Regions from separate parts of the Sus scrofa genome. Here region 2 is linked to region 1. The links are chromatin contacts, called in public promoter capture Hi-C maps. All regions are on one chromosome and are shown on one strand. The core of a region is the stretch at or near the end of the contact, and the rest is flanking DNA. Distances in the headings are between cores, read along the strand shown.

Region 1 (5,763 bases), core at 1,574-4,073:
ATTCCAAAGAAACACTTTGGGAAATGTTACTCTAGACTGATAGAAAAATCAATAGTCCAATTTTGACACAGCTGCTAAAAAGTAAAAAAGTAAAAAGTGAAGCTGAACTAGAAAAAAGGTAAACCACCACAAAAAAAAGGTAAAACCCCACAAAGATGTTGTTTACAGCAATAAGAATATTAGAGACGAGAAGCAATTAAGACAATACAAAAAGTTTAGAGGTTCCAATTAAAATTGTTTGAATCAAACGTTACATAGAACTAAAGTGCTTTAGTGCTGCCCAAGCTGTGAAACACACAAGGTTATCACACTCTGGTAAAACACATGCTATCATTCAGCAAGGATTTACCATTGGAGTAGCAGCTATAAATTTAAAAAATGGTTTCCTGAACAAAACTTTATTTCTGCTTATTATTCCACTGCAAAAGAAAAATGATAATCAATAGAGTAATTTTACAGTAGTACCAACATATTACTTCCAAAACATATAGGAATTTTAAGCTAGTTTAGTAATTTTAAAATGCTATTTGTAGCCAGGTTGGCAAAAATATATACTTATGACTACATATGGCATATGGGGGAACAAAATCTGCCACTTCAAAATGTGCCTTTAGGCATAAAGATTATTTTAGGCTTTTTTTTTTTTTTTTTTTTTGGTCTTTTTTAGGATTGTACCTGTGGCATAAGCAAGTTCCCAGGCTAGGGGTCGAACTGGAGCTACAGCTACCAGCCCATACCACAGCCACAGCAATGCCAGAGCCGAGCCATGTCTGCGACCTACACCACAGCCCACAGCAATGCTGGATCCTTAAACCACTGAGCAAGGCCAGGGATTGAACCAGGGTTCTCATGCATACTAGTCGGATTCATTATTGCTGCGCCACAACAGAAACTTCAGGCTGATTATTTACAAGAAACAGAAGATTCAGGAAGTCTTTTTGGTTTTTTTGAGGGGGGCCATGCCCATAGCATGCAGAAGTTCCTGGGCCAGGAGTCAAATCCATGCCACAGCAGTGACTCAAGCCACAGGAGTGATGATGCTGGATCCTTAACCACTGAGCCACGAGGGAACTCCCAGGGAGTCTTTCTGCCTCCCCTGCAGTTGCCTAAAGAATAAGAAAAGGGCCTGCTTTTGGAATAGAGTTATGACCAAAGATATCTGAAAAGAAACCGGCTAAGTGTGGTGAGGTAACCAGGCAGGACCCAGAGATCAGAGTCCACTCTGTGTCCTGTGGTCTCCACGGGCCCAGCCAATATTTGTTTCCCAAACATCTGCTTTTCCATCTCCATGTGAATCACCTCCCTCCCCCGTGAAGTCCTAAACCTCTACCCAACATGCTCTTTGTCTTTAGCTGAGGATGGTGTTTAAAGTGAAGGCTTTGGCCATTTTGGTGACTTACTAAGCTCTCCTGGTCTCTCCCATGTATACATGTTATTAAAATTTTGTTTGATTTTCTCATGTTAATCTGTCTCATGTCAACTGAATTCTTAGACCAGCCGGAAGAACCTAGAAGGGGAGAGGAAAACGTCCCCCTAACAGCAGCAGCAAGAATGAATGACTGCTCTCCACCTCACAGACTTGCCAGCCTCCACCTTGAACAGTCCGCCCCCTCCAAAGCCCTAAGTCAGTACCAACAAGTAAGCCTGATGGACGTGAAGGATACTAAAATGAAGCATATTAAGAGACTCCCTTTTAGCAGAAGTATATGAATCTAAACATACTTTGGAAGAGGCAAAATGGAAAAGACAGAGAAATAAATCTACAATGTACCTTAGCAGCATGTTAGAAAAATGTGTTAATTTCTCAAATAAAACTGTTCTGTATTATGAATTCACAGTTTTTTAAAACTTTTAATTTGACCAGATATCAAAGATCTCATTCAGAGCAGAAGCTTTTAATGTTTTAAAATATTTATTTAGGAGAAAGTTAACAGTTAACTTTAAAATGCCTGTTTTCATAATCAGTGCACTTGGGTTAAGAGTGTTAGGAAGTTCCTTGTATTACTCTTAACAACTTTTCTGCAAGTTTAAATTATATCAAAATAGTGTGTTTTTTAAAAACGCTTCAGTTTTTTGTTTTTTATTTTTTTTCTACATTTTAACAATTTTTTTCATAACTAAATTTAAAAACCAAGTACCCAACAAGTTGATTACTCTAATAGAATTCTAAGTTGGCTCATGCTGATAGGGCTGGAGTAGGAGAGTTACACAGCAGGTGTACAGGTCCCGGGAGGGACCACAGACAGAGAGGGAGACCTAGGGAACTTTGGGAGACCACTGTAAGTTAATAATCGCTCAAGAAAGCCATCAGAATGTCATGGAACGAGGGAGGTCTTGCTTAACGGTAAAAGCACGAGATATGCCTCAGGCCACTAGGTGAAAGGTAAATGTGGCCTGCATTCAAGTTTGGCAAGATAACGATCTTTAGGACCGAGGACAGGAAGTTAAGGGATGGAGGACACACACGCCAAAGGAGGAAACCCGAGATGATCCAACATACTTCAGCACCTGTGACCACCTTCTGCTGATCTGAATAAGCACCGGGCCTAGTCGGAGCCCACAGGGAGGAGGAGCTAATGATGCAAGCCCGCCCTCTACTTGACGGACAAGGAAGAAGGCGGGCTTTTCACCCTCCCCACTCTCCTTAGATTATAAAAATGCAGCCCACCCAACCGCTCAGGGCAGGGCTTCTTTGCCTGCCCACTGCTATCTCTCACAAGCGTCCTCTTAATCTGTTTCTTGCCCATCATTTTGTCTCTCACTGAGACACAAAAACCTGAGCCTCAGTAAGGCCAGACACTGAGTGAGTGATTCTAATTAAATACCTGTGGGCTCAAGGCCCAGTCTGGGTTGAGTCAGAGGTGTTTTGGTTTCAATGCTATGTAGTAACTTTCCTCTTATCTATCATCACTAATCAAATTAATACACCACCTACTCTAAGTAATGCATTTTCTCCAGGGCATTCAGTCTGAGAAAATTAAAATAAGCATTTTATTTAATTAAAATTGGAAATCCCAGTTTAGAAAACTAATCTTTTAGGTTACAAAAATATGAAATCGCAAAATCTGAATAAAAGGTGGAAACTTTAAAAAAAATAATCTTCTATCCTATAGCATGACTGTGCAGGGTTCTTTGTATGTATTATGTGACTAATTCTATACAGTTATCTAATATAATGTTACATAATGTTACATAATAGATGTAACCTGTTATTTTTGTCACAGATAATTAATAATGCTATAGGTATGGAGCCCATATATCTATTAATAGATATGACATTTAAATAATAAGTCATCAAAGGAAAAAACAAACTTCTATAACCATGTCAAAGGACATAAACGGCTTCTCTATGCTAATTATACAAATGATGCAAATGACTTGATGCACAAAGCTCAGAGAACCAGAACTTGGCCATAAAACTGATCCTCCTAAAGCTGATGTGCTAAGAGCAATGAGCAAACACTTTAATTACACTTAGGCTTAACTCAGAATTTGTCAGAGGACACACACACACACAACTGACCACACTCCCCCGACAAACAGACAACACCCTTCAGGGAAACCAGACAATCCACAATCCCACAACCTGTCTCCTGATAAGTTAAATATCAACACATAGCCACAAGCGACTGCTTAAGGGAAGTTCTAACATGAGTGACGAAGATCAGAACAACAAAGGACAGTGAAAGTCACAGACTTGAAAGAGTGATTGCTACAAAAATGCACATTCATGCAAAAAAAAAAAGACAGCTCTTGGAAATAAAATTAAAACAAACAAAAACGTGGATAATAAAGTTAAAAGAACTTTCCTAGAATATAGAATAAAATGTCAGAGACAAAAATGGCAGAGAAATCATAAGATAATCAGACGATCAGTCCAGAGAGTCCAACACTCTGTAAGGATTCCAGAAAAAGCGCAGGGAAAAACAAAGAGAGAGGAAGAACTTTTTGAAAAACACAAAAAAATTTTCTCAGAATGAAGAGTTTCTAGATTGAAAAGAACCAACTTGGTTCCTAGTACAACCACCACAAATGAAAAAAAAAAAAAATTCACACCAACATTCAATGAAATTCCTAAACACCATCAATACATAATAGAGAAATAACAAAAGCTTCCAGAGTGGGTAAAAACAGATGGTGGCTAAGGCAGGGCAATTAGCACAGGAATGTACCTCAGCACCCAAGGCAGAAGCCAGAACAGTGGGGTTTTTCTGGGTTGTTTGATTTTTGCCTTTTCTAGGGCCTCACCCGCAACACCTGGAGGTTCCCAGGGTAGGGGTCTAATCAGAGCTGTAGCTGCTGGCCTAGACTACAGCTCCTGGCAACACCGGATCCTCAATCCCACTGATCGAGGCCAGGGATCGAACCCGCAACCTCGTACTTCCTAGTCAGATTCATTAACCACTGAGCCAGGACGGGAACTCCAGACCAATGGTTTTTAACCTTGGCCGAGCATTAGAATCGCCAAGGGGAGGGGCTTCAACCAGACTCTCTCGGGGGCGGGCCCAAGCATTCTCAAAATTCCCCACATGGTTCCAGTGATCCTCCAGCCAAGGCTGAGAACCCCTGAGCTCTTTAGAAGACAAGGATGATGCTTCCCAAGTTCTAACAGAAAGTGATGTTCAACTCGGAATGTGCATAAATACAGCTAAATTACCAATCAAGTGAGTACAGGACTTTATCAGATGTACAAGTTCTCAAATTTTTACTTCCTTTGTACCCTTTTCTCAGAAAAAGACTGCACCTGCCAAACAGAAAAGTAAACTGAGGAAGAAGAAAACAAAAGATCCAAAAAGCAGGAGTTACGTAACGCAGGAGAGAAAGATGGAAAAAAATCCCAAGATGATGATAAAAGTAAATTCAAACATGACTGCTATTTAGTGGAGCTAAAGTGCAATCAATCCTAATGAGAGCAGGAAGACAAAAAACCAACAAGTGGTATGGGGCGGGGTGGTAATAAAGATAGAAATAAGTTACCTGCATGTTTGACATATTATAATACGGAGATTTCATAGTGTTGTCAATAAGCCTGAGCTGAATTAGTAGGAGGCAGGCAAAAAATTAAAGCACACAAAAACTTGTAATTTATAATGCTGGGAAAAACAAAAAGATGTATATAAAAGAAACTACCGGAGTTCCCGTCATGGCTCAGTAGTTAACGAATCCGACTAGGTACCAAGAGGTTGTGGGTTGGATCCCTGGCCTTGCTCAGTGGGTTAAGGATCTGGCGTTGCCGTGAGCTGTGTTGTAGGTCGCAGCGTGGCTTGGATCCCAAGTTGCTGTGGCTGTGGCATAGGCTATAGCTCCAATTAGACCCCTAGTCTGGGAACCTCCATATGCCGAGGGTAAGGCCCTAGAAAAGGCAGAAAGACCAAAAAAAAAAAAAAAAAAGAAACTACCAAAGAAGAGCGTGTGGCTCAGCTGTAAACAACAGTCAAAATCATATAAACAATAAATCCTGATTTAATAAAAAACTGCTATATAACATTGAAAGAATGAGCACAGGCATGGGTAGGAGTGTAAAAGAGCTAATTTTCATGTTGCAAAAGAAAAATAAATAGTGCGTGCTCTCCTAAGACAAAAACCTAGAGACAATAACATCAGTATGTTACGATGAAATGCAGAGATTAAAAATATGACACAAAACTAAAAAGAGCAGAAAACTGGCTCCAGGAAAGACAGTTATGGGTGGGGGGATGGGGAACGGGGCACAAGCTACTGTTTTTGTGATTAAGTCCTGCAAGGCTGTTTGACATTGAACTG
Region 2 (5,763 bases), core at 1,178-3,677, 190 kb after region 1:
TATACACAATGGAATACTACTCAGCCATAAAAAAGAATGACATAATGCCATTTGCAGCGACATGGATAGAACTAGAGACTCTCATACTGAATGAAGTAAGTCAGAAAGACAAAGACAAATACCATATGATATCACTTATAACTGGAATCTAATATACAGCACAAATGAACATTTCCACAGAAAAGAAAATCATGGACTTGGAGAATAGACTTGTGGCTGCCCGGGAGTGGGAGGGATCGGGAGCTTGGGGTTAACGGATGTTGCTCTTGGAATGGATTTACAATGAGATCCTGCTGTGTAGCATTGAGAACCATGTCTAGATACTTACATCCCAACAGAACAGTGGGAGGGAAAAGTATGTATACATGTATGTGTAACTTGATCCCCATGCTGTACAGGGGGAGGAAAAAAAAGAAATATTTATAGATAAAAATCAAGTTGACTTAGAAGGGCAAGTGCTGGGACCCTACTACAGGATTTGGATTCCTTCTTTTCTTTACCAAATACTTGAGCCACCTGTCCCAGATAACAGATTTTTGATGTTTATTCTTTCTCAATTAATACTTGTATTTATTTCATTACAAAAATGAGTCATTTTTTGTGAGAATGTTTTCAAATATATTTCCAACTAATGAAGGGTAGTGGAGAATATGGCAGGTATTTAATATATTTTTTTAAGAGATTTAAGAGGAGGAGGAAACTGAAGAACTTTTCCAGATTCCCTTTCCATAATTTTACTTACTTATTCAGCTAATATTCACAGAGTGCCTGGTATGTCTCAGCAAAGGTGACAGGAAGAGTAATCTTGGTAGCATTAATTGTTACTACTATATACTACTCAATGAAACACCAATTTTTCATCATGATGTGTGATCCAAATCTAGATCAATGTTTAAATTTTGGTTGTTCACTTTTCCTACAGTGCTGATGAGTCCTATTAGTAAAGGAGCATTTAGTGGTAAGAACCAAGTAGCGGCGTCAGGGGGAGCATGCATTCGACTAGTATTTATTGAGCATCCCCCCACGAACCAGTATCTGTCCATAACAGTTGTTTTGAGTACTTTAAATTTTCTGAAAATGACATTCGAAGACAGAAAAAAGAGTGGCAGTTTTCACAGTTACACAGAAAATGTATTTTTATCCCTAAAGGGAGAATTAAGGTGCGGGAAGGGGTAGGACTAAACAAGTTGAAGACCAAATTCCTGATTGGAAGGAATTCAGTGTCCACCTGAGAAACGTCCACTTAAACAACAAGGACCTGCCTCCTACTGGAGGGTGCAAAAGGTGACTTAGCGCCGAGGTTCGCTCCGCCCGTGCTGCCAAACGCCGCGCGGGGCGGAAACACCTCCGGCCGCGCGCCGGCCAGCCTGCGGGCTGGGGCTCAGCTGACAGCCCTCCGCCCGAGCGCGGGAGCCCGCAGCCGCCCCCACCTGCGGCCGCCGCCGAGCCCCGCCCCCTGCGCGCGCGGGCCAATGGGCTGGGCCGCGGGGGGCGGGCCGCGGCCCGGCGGGAGGCGCGAGGCCGGGGGCGGGGCGGCGGGGGCCGGCGCGGTCGTGGCGGTGGCGGCAGGGGCGGCGGCGGCGGCTGCGGCTCGGCCGGGCGTCCGCGGGCCGTGGGGGATGGGGGCGACGAGCTCCAGCCGGCGGCGGCGGTGGCGGCGGCCGTGAGTGTCGGGCGGGCGTCGGCGCCCGGGACGCGGGATGGAGCGCCGCGGTGAGTGTGGGGCGGCGGCGCTCGGTCCGGCCGTGGCGGCCGGGGCCGGGGGCTGGGGTCACCCGCAGCGGCCACCGGCGAGTTGCCGTCGAGTGTCCGGGCGGCCAGACGGCGGCCCGGAGCGGAGGCGACTGCGGGCTGCACGGGTGACCGGCGGCGGCGGTCCGGGTTGATGTTGCCGGGACGCCTGCTCCAACGCGGCAAGGCGCCCGCGGGACGCCGCAAGAACCGAGGAGCCGGGAGTGCAGGAGCGGGCGTTGCAGGGACCCGCGGACCCCTTTGGGCGCCCCTACGCCCGGGAGAGGCTCGCGGGGCGGACCTTCCTCCCTTTCCAGATCCCCCGAGCGTCCCGCAGCCCCTCTGTGTCTTTTCTAACCACACGCCCTCACCCGCCTGCAAGGGGACTTCAGGGGCTTCTTTCCTCCCCCCGCCCCCTCGGCGGGGTTTCTTTCACCGGGTATTTCTGTTCACCTTCCTTACTTGGGATCTCTTTGGAAGTTTGGTGCCTTTTTCCGAAGTTTCAGTCTGACAAATCCAAGGGCCGAGGTGAAATAACAGGCATCTCGCTTTCCCTATCGAGCTTATCACAGTTCGCCTCGCCTAGGCCCGGCTATTAATTAATTAATTTTTGGAGAGTACACACACACACTCCCGCCAGGTCCCAGGGCAAGCCCTGTGCTTTGCAGAATAGAAATTGGCAGGCGGGGGGTTGCAGCTACTACGCAGGTAGCATATCCCTGTTTGTTTCCCAGGCTGTCCCAGGTCCCCACGATCCAACCTCGGCTGGAGAGGTCCGGCCTTCCTTTGGCCAGAACAAGTAGCCAGGGGCTTTCCTTGTCTTTGAGGCCCGCTGACATGTCTGGGGTCTGTCTCACTGCTTTTTCGTCACCTCCCCTCTTTAGAGACGAGGGTCAGGTTTGTTTACCATCCCGCCCCCCCAACCCCCCCGGTTGGTTTGGTTGGTTCTGTTTTTGTTTTGTCTTTTTGGATCTTTGACATCCTCTATCCTTAGGAGGTGAAAGTTCCAAGACCGAGGTGGAGGCTACCAAAGAACTTTTTGTTCCACATTTACCTTTTTCTTTCCTCTTCTTTTTTTGGGAATTAGCTTCGCCCCCTCCTCCTCCAGTTTGAGGGACAGTTTCCTGTTCAAAAAAAAAAAAAAGAATTCATAATTAAATATGGAAGTGAATATTTTAGACCGAGTAAAGAAATCACAACAAATTGTGAGTTTTGGAGATTTAAATCCCTTTGCTCAGAGATTTCTTTAGGCAGTTTGCCAGGAATGCATACTTCGAAACGCTTCCTGATTGTAGGAACTGAGTGAGGGAACCCGCACGCTTAAGCTTCAGTAGCTTTACGGTACAACTAGCTTTTTTTTCCTCTTAATTCTGAGAAAAGCTTTAAGAGTGAATTTGAAGGGAGGTAAGATAGGCCTGGGTAGAAAATGTTTCAGTCCTCATATTTGGCAGGAAATAAAACTCTGGCTGCAATGAAGAAAGCACTGTTCAGCAAATCTATAGTAGCTGGTTATTCCTGCTCTGCCCACCTCCCTAAAATAGAACATCCACCTAAATTATCAGGCCTTCACTTCCCAGCTGTAAAAGCCCTTGACCTAGGAATGTGGATTTCTATGACCACTGCTGTTGGTTCCAGTGGTTAGTATTATGTTAAACAAAGCTCATGTCCAGAAGGTACCCTGGAGAGATTTTCTTTCCTGTACCATTGGTGGTTCATTCAGCATTTGCTCAGAAAATTTAGTGTGATCCCACTCTATGTTGGACGAGGTTTTGTGGAACCTTTCAGTCTACTGGGTAGAAGTTGACCATTCTGAATAAGTAGTGCCTGAGGCGTAATATCTTGAGTTACCTAAGACATGTTGAATGTCCTAGGGAGGGTAAAGGAATCATTTATTTTAAATGGAGGGAATGTAAAAAAGGCTTCTTGGATGAAGTAATGTTTTGTGTGAAATTGAAGTTAATTAAGAGAATGATTAAATGATTAAATGATGAGAATGATTCTGCACAGAAGGCAGAAGGGTCCTAGGCAGAATTGCTGGTTATCTCTAATGCATAGAAGGATGTCACTGATCAGCTTCCATGATTCTGCTTTGAAGGCTATTTTGTTTTTAATTGTCCACCGTACCTCCATTCTGATGGCCCACAAACAGAAAGACACATTCATGTGTAAGGCAAAGAAAGGTTAGAAACACATTTTGATATGATGAGGATTTTTGTGGAGGGTTTGCCCTTTGTCTTTATCACTATTCTAAGCAAAAAAGCCACTTGATACTGCCTCCCTAGGATAAGATTTTTTCCTTTTCTTAGAAAATGCTTCAGTATTTGTCACTGAGAAAGTTTTCAAATATCATAGCCTTCCTTTCTGAAGAAGATGGAAAATATTTCAAGAAGTATTAAAGGAGGAATAAAGTTGAATTTGAGAGTTTATTCAAACAGAACCTCCTACGGTTTTGCTTTTAATTTAATAATTATTGAGCACTAAAATGATAACAGATTTTTATACACTATGAGTGGGTTTTGACAATTGTATACACTCATGTAATCACCATAATCAAGATGCAGAATGTTCTCACTACTCCAAAAAGTTCTCTCATGCTCATTTGGACACCCCCCCCCCGCCCCCCCACCTCCCACACTACAACCTGTTACTAAAGATTAGGTTCATCTTTTCTAGAATTTCACGTAAAAGGAACCATACAGCATATATTCTTTTGTGCCTGATTTGCATTTTGCATAATGTTTTTGAGATTGACCCACGGTTTTTGCTATTTCATGGATATTTATTGTTAAGTAGTATTCCATTGTACGGCTATATCACAATTTGTTTATCCTTTTATCTGTTGGTGGACATTTGGGTTGTCTCCAGTTTTTGACTGTCATGAAAAAAGTTGCTGTGTACATTTGTGTGCAAGTTTTGGATGAAGGTATTTTTCATTTGGGGTAGGTATATAAGAGAGTAGAATTGCTTGGTTGTGCAGTAAATATATGTTCAGCTGTATAACAAATCACCAGGCTGTTTTTCAAAGTGGTTGTGTACCTTGTGTAGCAGCAACTTGTGACTTTTAGTTGCTCTACATTCTTCCTACTCCCAAACTTGCTATTTCAGTCCAGCCAAAATTGAGATTTCTAGTAGATATTTAGTGTTATCTCATTGTGGCTTAAATTTGTGTTTCTGTGATTCTGAGCACTATCTCATGTGCTTATTGCCCAGTTGTGTATCTTCTTTTTTGAACCGTCTGTTCAGATCTTTTACTTATTAATTTATTGTGTTTGTTTCATTATTGAGTTGTAAGAGTTCTTGAAGAAATTTGAATACAAGTCCTTTGTCAAATATTTTCTCCCAATTTGTTGGCTTAACAGTTTTCTTTCAAAGAGCAGAAGTTTTAAATTTTGGTGAAGTCCAGTTTACCATTTTTTTTTTAATGGTTCTTGCTTTTTATGTCTGAAAAATTGTTTCCTAGATCTTTCCCTGTGTTTTCTTTCAGAATAGGAATCCTCAAACATATTCTTAAAGTACCATATCGTAAATATTTTAGGCTTACAGGCTGTAGCATTCCACCCTGCAGTTCTGTTGTTGTAGGACAGAAGCAGTTACTGACAATACGTAAACAATTGGGCATGGCTGTGTTCCCCCCAGATTTTCGTTTATGAAAACAAGCAGCTGCCTCCTCCCACTTCAGAGTTGAAAAGACTGATCGTTTTAGATAATATATTTAGATTTATGATATATGTTGAGTTAGTTTTAGGGTATGCTGTGAATTAAGGATCAAGGATCTCTTTTTTTTTTTTTTTCTCATACGGATATCAAGTTATTTCAGCACCATTTATTGAAAAGACTGCCTTTCCCCCTATTGAATTACTTTATCACCTCCTGAAAAATCAACTGATTATATATGTAGGTCTATTTCTCGACTCTATTCTGTTCTGTTGATCTGCTTCTCTTTTTATACCACTGTCACACTATCTTGACAACTGTAGCTCTATGGTAAATCTTAAATTAGGCAGTGTGAATCTTCCAACTTTGTTCTTTTTC

What was found. Promoter capture Hi-C pulls out the DNA fragments that hold promoters and counts their contacts.
Region 2: a promoter capture Hi-C map of liver shows a contact between it and region 1, with 2.1 times the contacts expected there. The contact joins two enhancer-like sites. A contact is called at or near these places in 1 of 5 promoter capture datasets (liver) and 1 of 47 Hi-C or Micro-C datasets (liver).

What each region holds. Positions count from the first base shown.
Region 1 is chr4:122,885,793-122,891,555 of Sscrofa11.1, forward strand. All of the region lies in intron 4 of ABCD3 (ATP binding cassette subfamily D member 3), which reads right to left. Among named protein-coding and RNA genes, the nearest start is that of ABCD3, 41 kb to the right of the region's middle. Within about 2 kb of position 2,824, at least 7 of the 83 cell types and tissues checked have an H3K27ac peak or open chromatin away from gene starts, as enhancers often do. A contact at or near this core is called in liver, where this site is marked.
Region 2 is chr4:123,072,049-123,077,811 of Sscrofa11.1, forward strand. It overlaps LOC102161380 (a long non-coding RNA gene), which reads right to left. Exons shown (of 4, transcript XR_303244.3): 2 at 2,786-2,855. Among named protein-coding and RNA genes, the nearest start is that of ARHGAP29, 7.2 kb to the right of the region's middle. Within about 2 kb of position 2,428, at least 43 of the 83 cell types and tissues checked have an H3K27ac peak or open chromatin away from gene starts, as enhancers often do. A contact at or near this core is called in liver, where this site is marked.